Linked DNA regions of Mus musculus: all the other regions are linked to region 1. Evidence: chromatin contacts called from public Hi-C and HiChIP or PLAC-seq data. All regions are on one chromosome and are shown on one strand. The core of a region is the stretch at or near the end of the contact, and the rest is flanking DNA. Distances in the headings are between cores, read along the strand shown. Region 1 overlaps Slc39a14 (solute carrier family 39 (zinc transporter), member 14). Region 2 overlaps Pebp4 (phosphatidylethanolamine binding protein 4). Region 3 overlaps Pebp4 (phosphatidylethanolamine binding protein 4). Region 4 holds the start of Fgf17 (fibroblast growth factor 17).

What was found. A called contact is a pair of places that touch in the nucleus more often than the background predicts. HiChIP or PLAC-seq counts read pairs in DNA pulled down with a chosen protein or histone mark.
Region 2: a contact with region 1 is called in a FOXA1 HiChIP or PLAC-seq map of pancreatic cancer cells. The contact joins two enhancer-like sites. A contact is called at or near these places in 6 of 39 promoter capture datasets (the C10 cell line, the HPC-7 cell line, cranial neural crest and 3 more), 1 of 15 datasets of contacts at CTCF or cohesin (large pre-B cells), 6 of 115 datasets of contacts at active chromatin or transcription factors (astrocytes, embryonic basal ganglia, embryonic limb bud and 3 more) and 3 of 9 other capture datasets (adipose tissue, liver and macrophages).
Region 3: an HNF4G HiChIP or PLAC-seq map of pancreatic cancer cells shows a contact between it and region 1. The contact joins two enhancer-like sites. A contact is called at or near these places in 1 of 39 promoter capture datasets (cranial neural crest) and 1 of 115 datasets of contacts at active chromatin or transcription factors (pancreatic cancer cells).
Region 4: a Hi-C map of embryonic stem cells shows a contact between it and region 1. The contact joins the promoter of Fgf17 here to the enhancer-like site in region 1. A contact is called at or near these places in 7 of 484 Hi-C or Micro-C datasets (all in embryonic stem cells), 1 of 115 datasets of contacts at active chromatin or transcription factors (pancreatic cancer cells) and 1 of 9 other capture datasets (adipose tissue).

What each region holds. Positions count from the first base shown.
Region 1 is chr14:70,339,933-70,343,620 of GRCm38.p6, reverse strand. The region is part of intron 1 of Slc39a14 (solute carrier family 39 (zinc transporter), member 14); the gene reads left to right. Among named protein-coding and RNA genes, the nearest start is that of Slc39a14, 9.6 kb to the left of the region's middle. Within about 2 kb of position 2,085, at least 69 of the 459 cell types and tissues checked have an H3K27ac peak or open chromatin away from gene starts, as enhancers often do. A contact at or near this core is called in embryonic stem cells and pancreatic cancer cells, where this site is marked.
Region 2 is chr14:69,859,850-69,863,537 of GRCm38.p6, reverse strand. All of the region lies in intron 3 of Pebp4 (phosphatidylethanolamine binding protein 4), which reads right to left. Among named protein-coding and RNA genes, the nearest start is that of Pebp4, 21 kb to the right of the region's middle. Within about 2 kb of position 1,952, at least 92 of the 459 cell types and tissues checked have an H3K27ac peak or open chromatin away from gene starts, as enhancers often do. A contact at or near this core is called in pancreatic cancer cells, where this site is marked.
Region 3 is chr14:70,019,356-70,023,043 of GRCm38.p6, reverse strand. All of the region lies in intron 4 of Pebp4 (phosphatidylethanolamine binding protein 4), which reads right to left. All of the region lies in intron 3 of Gm33524 (a long non-coding RNA gene), which reads left to right. Among named protein-coding and RNA genes, the nearest start is that of Gm41198, 26 kb to the right of the region's middle. Within about 2 kb of position 1,688, at least 90 of the 459 cell types and tissues checked have an H3K27ac peak or open chromatin away from gene starts, as enhancers often do. A contact at or near this core is called in pancreatic cancer cells, where this site is marked.
Region 4 is chr14:70,640,657-70,644,344 of GRCm38.p6, reverse strand. Fgf17 (fibroblast growth factor 17) reads left to right here and starts at 2,077. Exons shown (of 5, transcript NM_001360108.1): 1 at 2,077-2,622; 2 at 2,777-2,813. The coding sequence starts at 2,588.

The sequences.
Region 1 (3,688 bases), core at 836-3,335:
AGCTTCCTTCTTCAACAGTGAGAAACTCTGACCGTTTGTCATTATACCAACCTAAACACACACTGTGTGTGGACTGGAGATGTGACTTTATTGAGCTTCGTTTTAATTTTTTTTTTTTTTTGGTTTGGTTTTTTGAAATAGGGTTTCCTCCGTGTGGCCCTTGGCTATCCTGTAACTCTTCCTATAGACCAGGTTGGCCTCAAATACACTGAGCTCCTCCTACCTCTATCTCCCCAGTGTTAGGATTAAAGGCACATGCCACTACCGCCCGGCCCTCACTGAACTTCTTGATGATAGATTCCAGAGGTAGAAGCTGGTATCCCTGGCTAACAGGGACATTTGTACCTACAGTGTCATCGGGATATCATCCCTTCTGATTGCCCCTCTCAGCCCTCTGCTGTCTGCGCCTCATCTATCTATCTGTCTGTCTGTCTGTCTGTCTATGTATCTATCAGTTTTAAAGCTCAAAGACTGTTTTATTAGAGTTTGAGAGAAAAGCAGGCCAAGTGATGTAAAGCTGACACTTGCTGGAAGGAAGAGAATGAAGAAAGGAAGAAACTCAGGACATGTCAGCTATAGAGATTCACAGGCAGCTGCGGAAAGAGTGTGGGGAGGGTCTTCAGGAAAAGAGAACAAAACCAGCCAGAGTGTCTGGGACAAGTCTGCTTAGAGTTTTGGCTGGTATCCACAGAGGAGATAGAAATGGGAAAAGGGAGGCATACACATACTCAGACATGTATGTATGCATGTATGTATGCGTGTATGTATGCATGCATGCATGTATGTATGTGTGTATGCATGTATGTATATATGTATGTGTGTATATCCTTTTAAATTAGAACTTAGGAGAAAAATGGAAGGCTTAGCAGTGAAGACACTAAGTAACTGCTACATTTATCTTTGAAGTTTTTCTTTTTACATTGATCAACTGCTTGTATGCGCTCACACGCACACCCGTGCAGAGGTCAGAGCATAATTGGCTAGAACCAGTTCTTGCCTTCTCTTGTGGGTTCTGAGGATGCAGCTCAGGTGGTCAGGCTTGAGGCCAGTGCTCTTACCTGCTGAGCCATCTCCCCAGTCCACGTCTCTCTTCTGAGATGGGATCTCTGTTTAAAACCCAGGCTGGATTCAGTCTTACCCATCTTCCTGCCTCAGTGTCCCCTCAGTGCTGGCTTTGTAGGCAGGTGACACTGCCTGGCTTGGCATATGTCCTAAGCAATAGTCTTATTAACTTCATAGCTTCAGTAGTATTGTAACTCATAGAACATACTGTAACCTGATGTTAAAAGGCCAGAGGGGCCGCCTGCGTGAAAGCTAATCAACACCAGCCATAGTCAGAAACCACTATCCTGAGTGTCCTCTGCCCTCACTACTCTAGTAGTCATGTGCGTGATGTTGTCAGTAGGACGGGCTAATGGAGGTTCATCCAGAGTAGGGGGGAGCTCAGAGACCTGCTCAGCTTGGGGCCACCACCACCTGTGACCAGAACTTGCCATTCATACTTTTAGGAAATGGAAGTGTGTGGCAGGCACGTTAGTGCAACACTATAGGTTTGTGATCACCCATTTTGTGATTTCCCATTCCTCTTGGCCAGTCTAGCTTGCTAAGAGCCCTACAAAGCTAAAGTCGAAGTGCCAACCAAAGTTCTTTTCTGGGAGGGTGGCTTGCAAGGTTGGAAAGAAGTCGGCTCCTTGTTGATGTAGGATGGATTTTCCCTTCCTCTGGTTGCTAGCCAGGGACCACATTCAGTTCCTAGAAAACCCTCTCTCCCTATTTCCTAATATCTCTTGTTTTTGTTTCTGGGACAGGGTCTCATGTATCATAGGCAGGCCTTAAACCTTGAACTTCAGATTCTTCTTCCTTCACCACCATTGTTGGAATCACAGGCAGGTGCCACCACACAGATTGTGTTTAGGATGGAAGCCAGGGCTTTGTTTATCTTAGGCAAGCACTCTACCAGTGTAGGCACAAGGCCAGCTCCCTCTCTCCCTTTTAACTTTTGAAGCAGGGTCTCCTGTAACCCGAGCTGGCCTTGCACTCACTGTGAGGCTGTGGATGCCCTTGAACTCTTGATTCTCTTACCTCCACCTGCTACGTGCTGGCCAGGGCCTCCACCAGTCTCAGTTCCTATCTGTCAGCCACCAGCTGCAGCCTCCCTGCAGGTATGACGCAGGAGTGCCATCTCAATTACAGGTGCTGCCCACAAAGAAGGCAAGGGTCACAGGAGTCATCTTAGAACTATAAACCTGACTAAAGTGATCCCGCCTTGATGCCAACACCAAAGTATTTACCTAGAGCTCGCTTTCCTGACAGGTTGCCGGAGGTTGGTGGTTTCCAACCACCACGGTGTTCTCTGTAGTTCCTGGAGTCAGAAGGCTGAGATCAAGTGTGGGTGGGGCTCTGCTCCAACAGCTCTTCCTGTTAAAGAATCCTTCCTGATGTCTTCAGCTTCAGGTCTAGGTAGGGGTTTGGGGGTGGGAGGAGTAGTCACAGTAGGTGGGGAAGGGACCTTTGGTACTTCCTGGCTTGTGGCTACATAACACTAGCCTCTGTTTTGGTCCTTCTACCACCTTCCTTAATTCTGTGTGTGTGTATGTCCCCATCTCCTCCCCTTTTTCTGATAATGACGAGAGCCATTGGATTTAGGGCCCATCCAGATTCCAGGATGCTTTTACTCTTTTTTTTTTTTTTTTTTTTTTTTTTTTCCATTTTTTATTAGGTATTTCGCTCATTTACATCTGCAATGCTATACCAAAAGTCCCCCATAGCCACCCACCCCCTGATGCTTTTACTCTTAACATCCTTGCCTGACTTCATCAGCAGAGGCCCCACTTCTTACTCAGATCACATTCCTGAGGTTTCCCATGGAGGTGATTTGTGGGTACCATTCAGCTTATGCAGGGAGACAACCTTTGTAGAATCTGGCTCATGAACCTATGAACAAGAGGAGGGAGGAGAAAAATACTGCTCTTCAGCCCTGTGACAGAAAGCAGGCCTGGATGCTCTGGTTCAGAGCCCAACCCTAGGCTTCCTGCTACCCACCTGCCCGTTTGATGTTGCAGATCTGAGAGCCGCCCCCCCCCCCCGCCCCCATCTGACATCCCTGATCAGACGTCCCAGGTGCAGGGTGTCCCTGTAGGAAGTGCAGGGTTGGGGCTGAGGGACCACTAGAGTGTTGCAGCTCTGAGCTGTATCTCTAGACCTTCTTTATTTCTCTTGTCTATGTTACTCTGTCTCTAGACAACTAACATTTATTGAGTGGCATAGCAAGTACTATGTTTCTATTCTGTATCTCACCTTTTTGGCTACTCCGAGGGAGGGGCCATTCCAGCCTTTGCTTCTCGCTGTAAGGTAACCAAGTCCCATCGGCTTGTGTCTTGACTTAGATCCTCGAAGTTGATAATGTGGGATCCAGGGTCAGGCTGAGGTCTGTGTGACTGGGAGCACTCTTAGCTCTTATGTTTATTTAGCAATAGTTTATATGTGTATGTACGATGGGGAGTGCATTTGCCATGGCACATGTGTGGAAATCAGAGAACATTTTTCTTTTTCTGGAGGGTGATCTCTCCATTTACCCATGTAAGTGAGTTTCAGGGGTTAGACTCAGATCACCTGGCTTGTGTCCCAGGCACTTTTACCCACTGGGCCATCTTGCTGGCCCAGAGTCTTTTCTAACTCCTCACCTTTG
Region 2 (3,688 bases), core at 703-3,202, 480 kb after region 1:
GAGTTGATATTTCTTTACTGACGGGAAAAGAAGGAAGAGAGGATCTGGGGGAGGCACTGGGAGAGAAAGAAGAAAAACTGCCCAGGTTTACGAAAGAAAGAAAGAAAGAAAGAAAGAAAGAAAGAAAGAAAGAAAGAAAGAAAGAAAGAGAGAGAGAAAGAGAGAGGGGGGAAGGGGGGAGGGAGGGAGGGAGGGAGGAAGGAAGGAAGGAAGGAAGGAAGGAAGGAAGGAAGGAAAAGGAAAGGAGAAGGAAAGAAAGAAAGTCAATCTTCACCAAATCACATCCATTCAACCAATCTGTATTAAGAGCCTGCTGTGTGGCAGAGATTGTTCTCCATCTGAGGGTACAGCATTGGGTTAAACAGATGAAGAGCCCTGCTCTCCCAGAGCATACAGTCTAGTTGTGGGGTCGTGGTAGCAGCAGAAAGACAAACTAGCAAACCCCAGAATTCTTGACGGACATTCATGTAGGCTGGAAGGTTGTGAATAGGATGAGAAACGGGGAAGGGGATAAGTGGACTCTACGAGGCCTCCCTGAGGAGGCGACCTTCAGGCAACCATCTAAAAGGGAGAGAGCCATTCGAAGAAGGTTGGAGAGGGTGGGGGTGTCAGAAGGTAGAGGTGGCTCTCTGGTGCAAAGGACCCCAGGAATACTGGGAAACCAGGTAAGTTAGGTGGGCAAAGTGCAGAGGAGCTGAGAGTAGAGAGGATGTGAGGAACAGGTCAGATGCCAGGGCATCTATCTGGCAGGCACTGGTAGCGACTGGGCACTTACTCAGGAAACTGAGGGGAAGCCTGACAAACTTTGGGCAAAGGCTTGGACTCATCTGACCCGCAGACTTAAGGGCGCCCTCTGATGGCCGAATTGAGAACAGGCTGAGCCTTGGGGACAAACAGTGGTGCTTGGTGGTAACTAGGTGAGAGGCTAGGTCCAGAGAGTGGTAGCCGCTGCCAAAGTAGGGACCCTGAGGAAAGGAGAGATAGCCAGCTTCTAGACCTTTCCATGGGGCTCTGGTAGCACAGTGGGAGAGACAGAGACACCCCTCCACTCCCCCAGTCCTGGGTTAAAACTGAGGATAAAACAGGTTTGGTAAGGGGTAAGGCGGGGACTGGATGCTTGATATGAAGGGCCCACAGGACATCTCAGTGGTCATATGAGTTGAGACAACTGGTATGTGGATAAGGCCACCCAAGAAAAAGAGGGACAACTAAGGAGAGGACAGAGAAATGAATGAGAGAGAGAGGATGGATCCTGGAAGCTACCTGTGTCTAGCAGGAGGGAGTCACCCACTGGGGAAAACAGTCCAGATGGGGCAGAGAAAGAATTCCACAGAGGACTGCCCTCTGGGTCCTAGCCTTGAAAGGGGGTACTCTTGGGACTCTAAGGGAGAACAGGGAATCTTAGAGGGCCAGGGAGTTTGCACAAGGTGGCAGAGCTCCAAGCAATGACACCAAGGTTTACATCTTCCGAGAGTCCCTGGTTTCTTATTCTCTAGGCTCAGATTCTAACTAAACCTCGGTAAACTGAGGCAGGCAGCTTTCACAGCTCCCAGTTTGCACTTAGGAAACCGCGAGCACTGTTTCAAAATCTTTGTGATCTGGGGTCGGCAGTGGGAGGTACCCTCGATGTTCTTCCCATCAGCAGTTTCCCCCGGGCTAATCATGAGTGAGGGGCGAACTGGGGACATTGAAAATGGAAAGCATTCGGCGGCTAGCTCTTTGCACTGTCGTAACAGAGGTGCAGTTTCACTCTGGACTGGTGAAAAGATAGACGCAGCGGGGCTTGGGACCTCAAGCGTCACACCAGAGCCACACGTTGGATTCTCTGTGCCTTCTTCATTCATGGATCCCGCTCCACCAACTAGGAGAAGCCTGTGTGTTCCTGCCCTGGTGGCCCCAGCCAAGCTTCCGGGCTTTGCGTTGTTTCGGGCACGATGACGGTCACCTCGCGCCCCCTGGTGGTAACTCTTTCAGTTACAGCCTCGGAGCGAACAGAAGGCCTCTGTTTACACAAGCAGGCTAGGGAACTGGAACCCCGAAGCACCTTCAGCACCTTCTCCTCCTTTGCCACATCCCACCCACACCGTCCTTTTGGGAGTCTGGGGGCCTTCATTCCCCTGAGCACGCATGGCCCAGTCCCTCTACATTCCCATAGCGGTAGAAAGAACACAGGCCTAGATACCCAAATGTCACTCTGCCCCTGCAGACCCAAAAAAGCAGCAAAGAATTGCAGGGTTCTCCACCTGTACGTATTGCAGGCCACCCGCACCACACCTGGCCTGCTCCACGCCCACCTGTCCCTTGGTTAAGACACGTGACATTTCTGGAATCGTCCTAGCCCGTACGCAAAGGGAAGTGATTGTTTCCTGTTCTGGCTTCTTCCCTGAACATGGGAAGCCATTTATTTGGGCACCTAGGCCTGTATTCTTTTCATTACTATGGGAAGGAACTGGGCCATGCAGGCTCAAGAAAGTAGTGTGGGATGTGGGGGCGAGGGAGGCACTCTTAGAGCAGGAGGTGGCAGTTGGGCCATGTGGAGCACCCTCCAGGTGGCCCTCTCCTCACCAGGAAGTGGCAACACTGGACATGAGCTTAGTTCTGGACCCTCTTAGTCTAGCTGAAACCTCTTCCGGTGCCTTGGTCTCCTAGAATCTACTCCTAATGCGCTCAGCACAGAGCCTGGCCCATGGAGGAGGGCCAGAAGATGTTTTCACATGACCGTCGGGGAACGGAAAGATAAGTGGAACAGAGAATGGCTTAGAAGCCAGGGTCTCAGAGCTTTGACCTCCATGTCACATGAAAGTAATGTCTCCCAGCTTGTGGTGAGACTTGGATAAGGCCTGGAGGCAGCAAAACCACGGGTATAAGGCTGTAGGTCAAGGTGTGCCCCTCCAACAGGCTCTGACATAGTTCAGGCTGACCTTGAACTCACGTAACTAAAGATGACTTGGAACTCATCCTTCTGCCTCCATCTCCTGAGTACTGGGATTATAAGTACACCAGCATGCTTGGTTTTATTCAGGGCTGGGGATCAGGCCCAGGGTTTTGTGTACGCTAGGCAAGAAATCTACCAACTGAGTTACACCCCCGGCCCACAGCCCACACTTGTCTTCTCTGGAAGGATCTGGGGAGACTCCCTCTGCCTCTCTAGGCCTCGAATTCCCTGCCATAGACAGAGCCCCACACCTGTCCCGCCTGTCTACGGGGACTGATGTGAGATAAGAAATGTGAAATTACAGCATGGCGGAGAACACACAGCAATGACTGTCATAACAGGGAAAGTGCTTTGAAAAATGGTGACGCTTACCCTGTTATTACCGAGGGACAAAGCTCCCAGTGGCCTGCACTCTGCTCCGTATCGCAGCATGGATCTCACCTCACCAGAGCTACCTGTGATTGTTTCTTCCCCAGGCATATAGACATCTCTACCCTGGATACATTTATATTAGAGAAACGGGAAAGAAAAAAAAGAGAGAGAGAGGATGTTGAAGTTGGTGCCAGGGGCAGAAGTGGGTGGTCCTCTGTTCACATCAAAGTCTTGGATAGAAATGTCCATTTAAAGGAAAAGCAATTCATGGGGGAAAAGCTGAGCCCAGGGCAGTTGGCCATTGGCTGGAGGAAGATATCAGGGGAGTTCAGATGACTGATGGCTGCAGAGGCGCTGCCAATCTGAAAAGGTTACATGGCA
Region 3 (3,688 bases), core at 439-2,938, 320 kb after region 1:
GAGATAGAAGCAGGATCAGACTTCTCCTGGGGAATTTACCCTCAGGCTTAGGGGGTAAGTTAGCCTTTTTTGCTAAGTTCTCAGGAGCAGGGCAGAGAGGAAAGGCTCATTGTTCTAGAAACTGTAGCTACTGACTTGTCCTCACGGCCATCTGTGTGGCCTCCATGGGGTGATTGTCCGTTCTTCTGTTCAAAACTGTTGCCTGTCTGGTTTGGAGCTGGAGAGGCATGTAGTCAGACAGACCTCAGCCGGCTTGGTAGCTGAGAGATTACCCTGCATCTATCTTCTGCCACCTTCTCTGGTTTCCACTGTGTGAATAAAACTGGGCTGGGGCCACTCTTGCTGGGCACCCACATTTTCTTTGAGCCTCTGCATTCTCATCTGTACAATGGGAGGCTAGACTAGCGGACCCCCCAAGACCCCTCCAAACTCTTCCATCTTGGAATCTGGTAGGGTGGTGGTGGGAACGCAGCCTTTGAAGGTTGTTACTGTCTCCTGTGTGGTTGGGCTGGGCACTCTGCCTTCACCCAGGCTTGAGAAAAAAGGAGGAAGACTCAAGAGGTGCTGACGTCACTTGCTGAGTGCTCAACTCATCCTCCACTTGTGTAATGGTGACTCCTCTTTCTGGACTGATGGAGCTTAGTCCTGTGTGGGGTCAGGAGGTCAGTGTGATTCCTACAGTTTCTCAGACTCTTGCTTCGGTTTCTCAGTTGTCTGGTGAGTGCAACAGAAGCACCAATAGGAAGTCAGGCAGAGCTGAAGTCCCTAGGACTTGGGGTTAAACAGGACACTCATATCCCCGTTCTGATATCACCACAGTCATCACCTTCATCATCACCCATTATTCATATTGTTAAACACATATTGTTCTTTATGCAGCCTTGTGCAGGAGGTGAGCAAAGCTACAGGAAGATCCCAGTCATACACACTGGTCCCATCCTAGGCATCACTTAGAAACCAATGAACTTGACCTCTACCTAGAGGCCAGATCTCACTCATGACAGGACACGGAGCCAGAGGCGCGAGCCTGTGTTTGCCAGGTTTGCTCTTTCCAGAAGATAAGCATCTGGATTCCAAGCAGCTGTTGTTGCTGCACAGGTGTGCCCTCCAGTGCCCCCCTACCTCTGCAGTCCCTCCACAGGGGTACAGCAAACGGTGCTGGCTCAGCGCCGATTGGTATTCATTTTTGTAACAATGAATCATGACACATTTGGCAGGGGAAGGGGGCCTGGAATAACTCAGGGGCCCAGGAGTTTCTGGCAACTGAGAAATCTCTACCTCCTTGTTTGGGGCATCTTCCAGGCTAACACCTAGAGCCTGAGAGCCAGCAGGTTGCAAGACTAGCGTGGGATTGCTTTGGAAACAGGGTGGCAAGCTGCAGGCAGGAGGTGAGCTGCGGGCGCCTCCTTCTGGCCCCGTGGGGCTGGAGCAGGCCTGGGGAGGGTTCCTGCCTAAACCTTAGCCCCTGGGCTCTGGTATGTGACCCTCCCTGGCCCTGAGCCCCTTCATGGCCAGAGGGAAAGAGTAGAGCCCCGGCTCTGGAGAGTCTTTTGGAGGACAGAGAGAGAGAGAGAGAGAGAGAGAGAGAGAGAGAGAGAGACTGTTATGTAATCGGTTTACCTCCTCATCAAAACCGGTGACTAATTCAGACAGTCTCTGCCAGATTGGCTCTGCAGCCTTGTTGTTAGCTTCAGAGGGCTCAGCCAGTCGCTGACGGGTCCTCACACCCTCTGCTGGATAGATTTCCTCTCCACTGGTCTCAGCTCCCCAAATGTAAACTCTGCCCGGAAGTCACCTAGATCTGGGTAGTTAGGGAGGCGAGCATCCAGCCCCACTCCCACTGTGTGTTTCCCTGCATCTATAAAGGAGGCCACAGAACAAGAGTTCGCCTATCTGTCTGGAGACCCGTCTGCCTGACAGCTCACTGAGGTCTGTCATCTGTTCTTGAGTGACAGTGACCAAGAAAAGCAGGCGTCCAGGCTGAGAGCTTTGACTTGCAAAGGTTGAGAGTGTTGGGCTCAGAACTCAGTGGCCAAGTCTCACCGTGACTCAGGGTGGAAGGGCCACCCCAAGGCTTCTGACCTTGGACTCCTGGCTGTGTACGTTTCAGGCTTCCTGGATGATGCCAGGGACCTATGCACACCGCTGTTGTTCTAGGGACCTATGCTTACCGCTGTTGTTCTTTCTTTTCTTGGTCCAAAGCAGACGTGTGGAGCACTCAGCCCTCTTTCTACCCCAGAAGGCTGTGCTTCAGAAAACAGCAGCACGTGTTGGCTTATATGAGGAGACAGCTCACGGAGAGATACGGCAAGTTATTCTCTGTGACAGTCCCAGGGTACTGGCCACAGCAAGTATGCCCACTGTATGCCAGGGCTCATTTTGTTTACTCCTTTACCGAAGAATCATCCGGGGCTTGGGTTAGTCTCATTTTATAGGTGAGAGAGCCGAGCCCGAAAGAGATCGTGTGGTCTCCCGAAGCTGTTAAGCACCCACCGGAGCTAGGACTTGATCTCACATCTCAGAGCCCCCCCCCCCCCCCCCCCCCGCTCTGTCGTGACACACCACTTCCCTGTGGCATTCCCAGGACTGGTTCTGAGGCCCTTGAGACATTCCCAGTCCCAGCAACTTTGCAGCAATGGCCCTGCCAACTCCAGAAGATAATGCAGCCTTGTGCTAGTCCTTCGACTTCCTTCCGTTGGGCGGCTCATAGACATGACCTCATTCGCTCTCCCAGATCCCTTAAGACCTGGGAGTGGTGGAGATTCTGACTTCTGATTCCCAGGGAATCAAAGGCCGGCACAGAGAGGCACAGAGACCCGCCCTCAGTCACACAGCTAGTCAGGACTGAAGTTGGTCTTTTCTGTCCTTTAGTACAGTCACTTAGCTTGATGGTTAGGAATCAAAATCACCCCCCCCCAGATCTTGAATATTGGGGGAGGGGTGCTCCTCCTGGTGTGTGTGGTGGGGGGAGGGAATGATTCAGAGGCTGAAACAACTCCAGGAGAGTTGGAGTGGTGTTGGAAAGGGAAATCTGAGATGCACAGAAATTCAAGTGTTATGGAAAGCAGGGGTAGCCTTGGAACCTGCCTGCCCGCCTGCTTCCCTCCCTGGAGGCTCTGGGGTGGGGGGTCAGAGCAGTCTGGTGTGATGGGCAAAAGCTGGCCTTTGGGTCAGCAGACCCTGGTAGGGTGACCTCTCGGTTACTCATCTGTCCCTGCTTTTTCACACAGAGTGGGAATGCTAACTCACAAAGGAGACTGTGTGAACTGTTTCATCCTTAACCAGAAAGCCCGCACAGAGGGACACAGCTGCTGTCCCCCTACCCCTCCCGCCTCTCCCCCAGTCTATTTCCTCTGCTAGACACCGTGTGTGTGTGTGTGTGTGTGTGTGTGTGTGAGAGAGAGAGAGAGAGAGAGAGAGAGAGAGAGAGAGAGAGATTGACTTTGAAGTGAGTGGGCTACTGCTCAAGTTGATGTCTCAGGTCCCATGTCTGGCTCTCTCCCTGTGCCCTTTGTGCTGTTCTCTCTCTTTCTCTCTCTCTCTCTCTCTCTCTCTCTCTCTCTCTCTCTCTCTCTCTCTGTGTGTGTGTGTGTGTGTGTGTGTGTGTGTGTGTGTGTGTGTATTGTACCCAATGCCCGATTCTCAGTGTGTGAGCATCGCGGGGCAGCCTCCCTCATGGCAAACTTTA
Region 4 (3,688 bases), core at 828-3,327, 300 kb before region 1:
GAATGGGGTCCACGAGTCTGATGGAAAGGGCAAGTTTCCCCGAAGAGGCAGAGACCACGGTGAACCGCAAATGGTGGCAAGAATGTGGAAGATGGAACCGGTGGTCTGGTAGGGGGTAGAGGTGTGCCCAGCAGGGCTGAGAAGTGAGCAGGCTGAAGCTGCCTCTGAGACCACCAAACTGGGGTGCAGCTCCTTGCTCTCCTGGGCACTGGCCCCATGGCCCAGCCACCACAGTCACTTGCTGTTAGCCATGGGTTATCACTTACCTTCTAGTTTTGACTTGTTTTGGCTTTTGGTTTTTGTTTTTTTGTTTTTTTGTTTTTTTTTTTCTCGAGGCAGGGTTTTTCTGTGTAGCCCTGGCTCTCCTGGAACTCACTCTGTAGACCAGGCTGGCGAGGAACTCAGAAATCCACCTGCCTCTGCCTCCCAAGTGCTAGTATTAAAGGTGTGCACCCCCATGCCTGGCTTGTTAGTTTGTCTGTCTATCTGTCTGTTTCGCATCTCAGGCTTGTCTCAGACTCACTAAGTAACCAAGGATGAATTGGCTCTTGAATTGATCCCCTGGCTGCTTTTAACCTCTGAAGTTCTGGGATTACAGGTGTGCAACCACACTTGGTTTTAGCAGTGCTAGGGATAGGATCCAAAAGTTCACAAATGCTAGGCCAGCCTTCTACCAAGTGAGCTGTGTCCCCAGCCAGTCCTAGCTTTCTTTAAATTTGATTCCAAACCCCTAGACTTCCCCTGCAATTCCCACCTTCTCAAACAGCTCCTCCAAATTCACTCCTAGGTCCCCTGCAGGGGCATTTTGAGTCTGCGGAAGAGAGGGCGGAGCTCTAAAGGCCCCTGCTAGACCTGGCTAAAGGCCCTGTTTAGGGGACAGGGGGAGGTATCTATGAGCTTGCTGGGAGTTGGGGCGCAGGGGAAGTGCAGGGTGGCAGACCACTTTGTGGCTTGCTGGAACTCAGGAAGGTGAGAAGGCAAATAAGTCCACCTGTGCTGCTCTGTGAACTCAGGGAAAGGGAGCCAGAGTTTAGACTCCCCAGATCGCCCCTCCTTTCAGCTCAGCACCACCCACCTGTCTGTAAGGAGAGAACTGGTCACCAGCCTTCACATCCCCGGCTGCCTGTCATATTACAGTCCACTTAAGCCTGTCAAATGCACTGGAGCACACCTTTAATCACAGCGCTCAGGAGAGAGGCAGGTGGGTCTGTGAACTGGAGGCAAGCCTGGTCTACACAGTGAATTCTAGGTCAGTTGATGCTACATGGTGAGACCCTGTCTCAGGTAGAAGATGGGAGAAGAGGAAAAAAAAAAATCTATCAAGGTCTCTGAGCGCTAAAATAAAAATAAAGCCAGTGGCAGGCTGGGACGTGGAGGGTGAAGTCGCAATTCCAAGGAACAGGAAGAGCCTAGATTCTGGGACTGTGGCCCCTTCACTCACCAGCTGGCTTATTCTGAGCCGGCTACCTCCCAATCCGCCAATTTCCTATCAGCAAACTGCAGTCAGTATAGCTGACTTGGGTAGCCAGCTACATGAGACTAGTGGTCATATGTCCATACTGCTGGACACTGCATTCCAGGCAACTGCTTGGGGACACTGGTGAATTGGGGCTGAGAACCTAGGGCTGGGTGTCAACCCCCCAAATAAGGCCCAGACATCTTAGGGATTTCCTCACTGACTCACTGTCATTTCATTTGGTCCTCCAGTACTCCAATAGCTGACCACACCACCCACCTTTAAAAAACAAAAATAGACTACGAGGGCCCAGGCAAAAGTGACTCCCACTCGTCTTCGGATCTCCATTTCAAACCAGTTTTTGTGAGCATTGAGATCTTTCAAGAGCTGCACCTGACTCCCCATCTCTGGCCTCAACCTGTTGCACCCACTGTTCACAGCCTTACCCCTCCTTCCTAGTGGCAAGGGGTGACAGCAGAGAAGCTGAGCCAGCAGCCGCTCAAGCCAAGCCCACCCCTGCTCCCTGGAGGGAGGCTCCTCCTTTTAAGGCTGCTTCTGGGAATTCCCACCCGAGCCAGAATTCGAGACCCCCAGCCCCAGCTCGGTACCTGCAGCTCATTCTTAAGGAGATGAGGTTGCCGCATCAAACCTGAGGGCGGGAGCTGCTGACCCTGAGGAAGGGGAGGGCAAGGCGCCTCCCTCCCTGTGCTTGCCGCTGGCCCCGCACTTCACGGAGACCGGCAGGTTGGTGCGGGTCAGGAATAAATCAAGAGAGATCGTAGGGGCCAGCCTCCTGATAGAGGACGCTCTCGCAGCTCCAATCCTTTGCGCCCGGGGACCTCTGCCCGAAGCCAGTAGCCCAAGAGAGCGAGTACGCCAATCGGACCAGCTCCGGCTTCGCAGCCCCACTGGCCCGGAAGGTGGACACCTCGCACCTCAGTCTCTCAATTACGCCTCCCCTTCATTCCCCCCTCGGCTAGCCTTCCCCTTCCCTCCATCTCCTTTCATTCCTGAAAACCTGTGGCTCCGAGAAACCTTGGCTTCTCTGGGACTCTACCTCAGGGGCCTGGCCACATCCGCTCCTGAGTTTGGGGAGCAGAGGGGCAATCGCCCCAAGAAGTCTCTCCAGCGATGGGAGCCGCCCGCCTGCTGCCTAACCTTACCCTGTAAGTGTGCTGCCTGCGCCCGGAGTTCTTTTTTGCCATTTCCAGCCCCAGGAATATTATACCTCCATCCCGGGGCAGGTGGGACAAGACAAAGGTGGGGGATGGGGGTGCCCTGGGGTGCCCACACCTTGAGCTGCCTTGTCTTCCCAAACAGGTGCTTGCAGCTATTGATTCTCTGCTGTCAAACACAGGTAGGCACCCCTGCCTAGCCCCCAACCCCCAACCTTTCCCACCTCACCTCGAAGGAGGAGAGGCAGGACTGGCCTCCCCTAACCAAGCAACTGTTAAGGTTTGGAGGATCAGTTCAGAAGGTGGGTTGGAAAACAGACTGAACCAGAATGGGGAATAGACTGAGGTTTGCCTCTCAAACCTTTCTAACAACACTCCTGGGTCTCTACCCTTGCCATCCCTCTGTGCTGGGTTTCAGAGGGCCCCAGGCAGTTAGCAGCCAGTGGAGGCAAGCGCTCAGGTAAGGTTTGTCCGTGCAGATACCTGAAGGGTTTGGGTTCGAAACCCACATGTACCGTCCACCGTCTACTCTTACCCACATGTTTGGACTATAGGTGGCCAGGGTCTCCATATGGTTGGACTATCCAACCAAGTAGACCCGTTACCTCTAGGGTTCCTAGGTCAAGCCTAGAGGTTTGTTTGGAGTGGAATTCAGGGCTTACCTCTCCACCCCTCCACCTCCCACCCCCAAGTCTCAGCCCCCAGCTCCAGGCGAGGCCCTGTCCCTTTTTTGTGATTCTCCATAAGACTGCAGCTATTAAAATGCACTGGTCCAGAACCGCTCTGGGGAGAGATGGTCTGGCTTTCCCAGGCCAGAGGCCTGTTTCTCTCCCATCCACTGGGGACTTTTCTTTTTTTAAGGTAAATGCCTTTTCAGTGGGAAGGGGCTGCCTTTGAAGCAGTGGGGGGGTGGGAGAGAGACAACACCCCCCTTTTCCTTCCCCCCTTTTCTCTAGCCCGTTCCAGGCCTTTTGCTTCACACATCTAGGGAGAGTAAGAAGAAAGCCCCCAGCCTGGCAGGGAGGGGGCTGGGGGTGGGTCCAACCTGTTCTGGAAA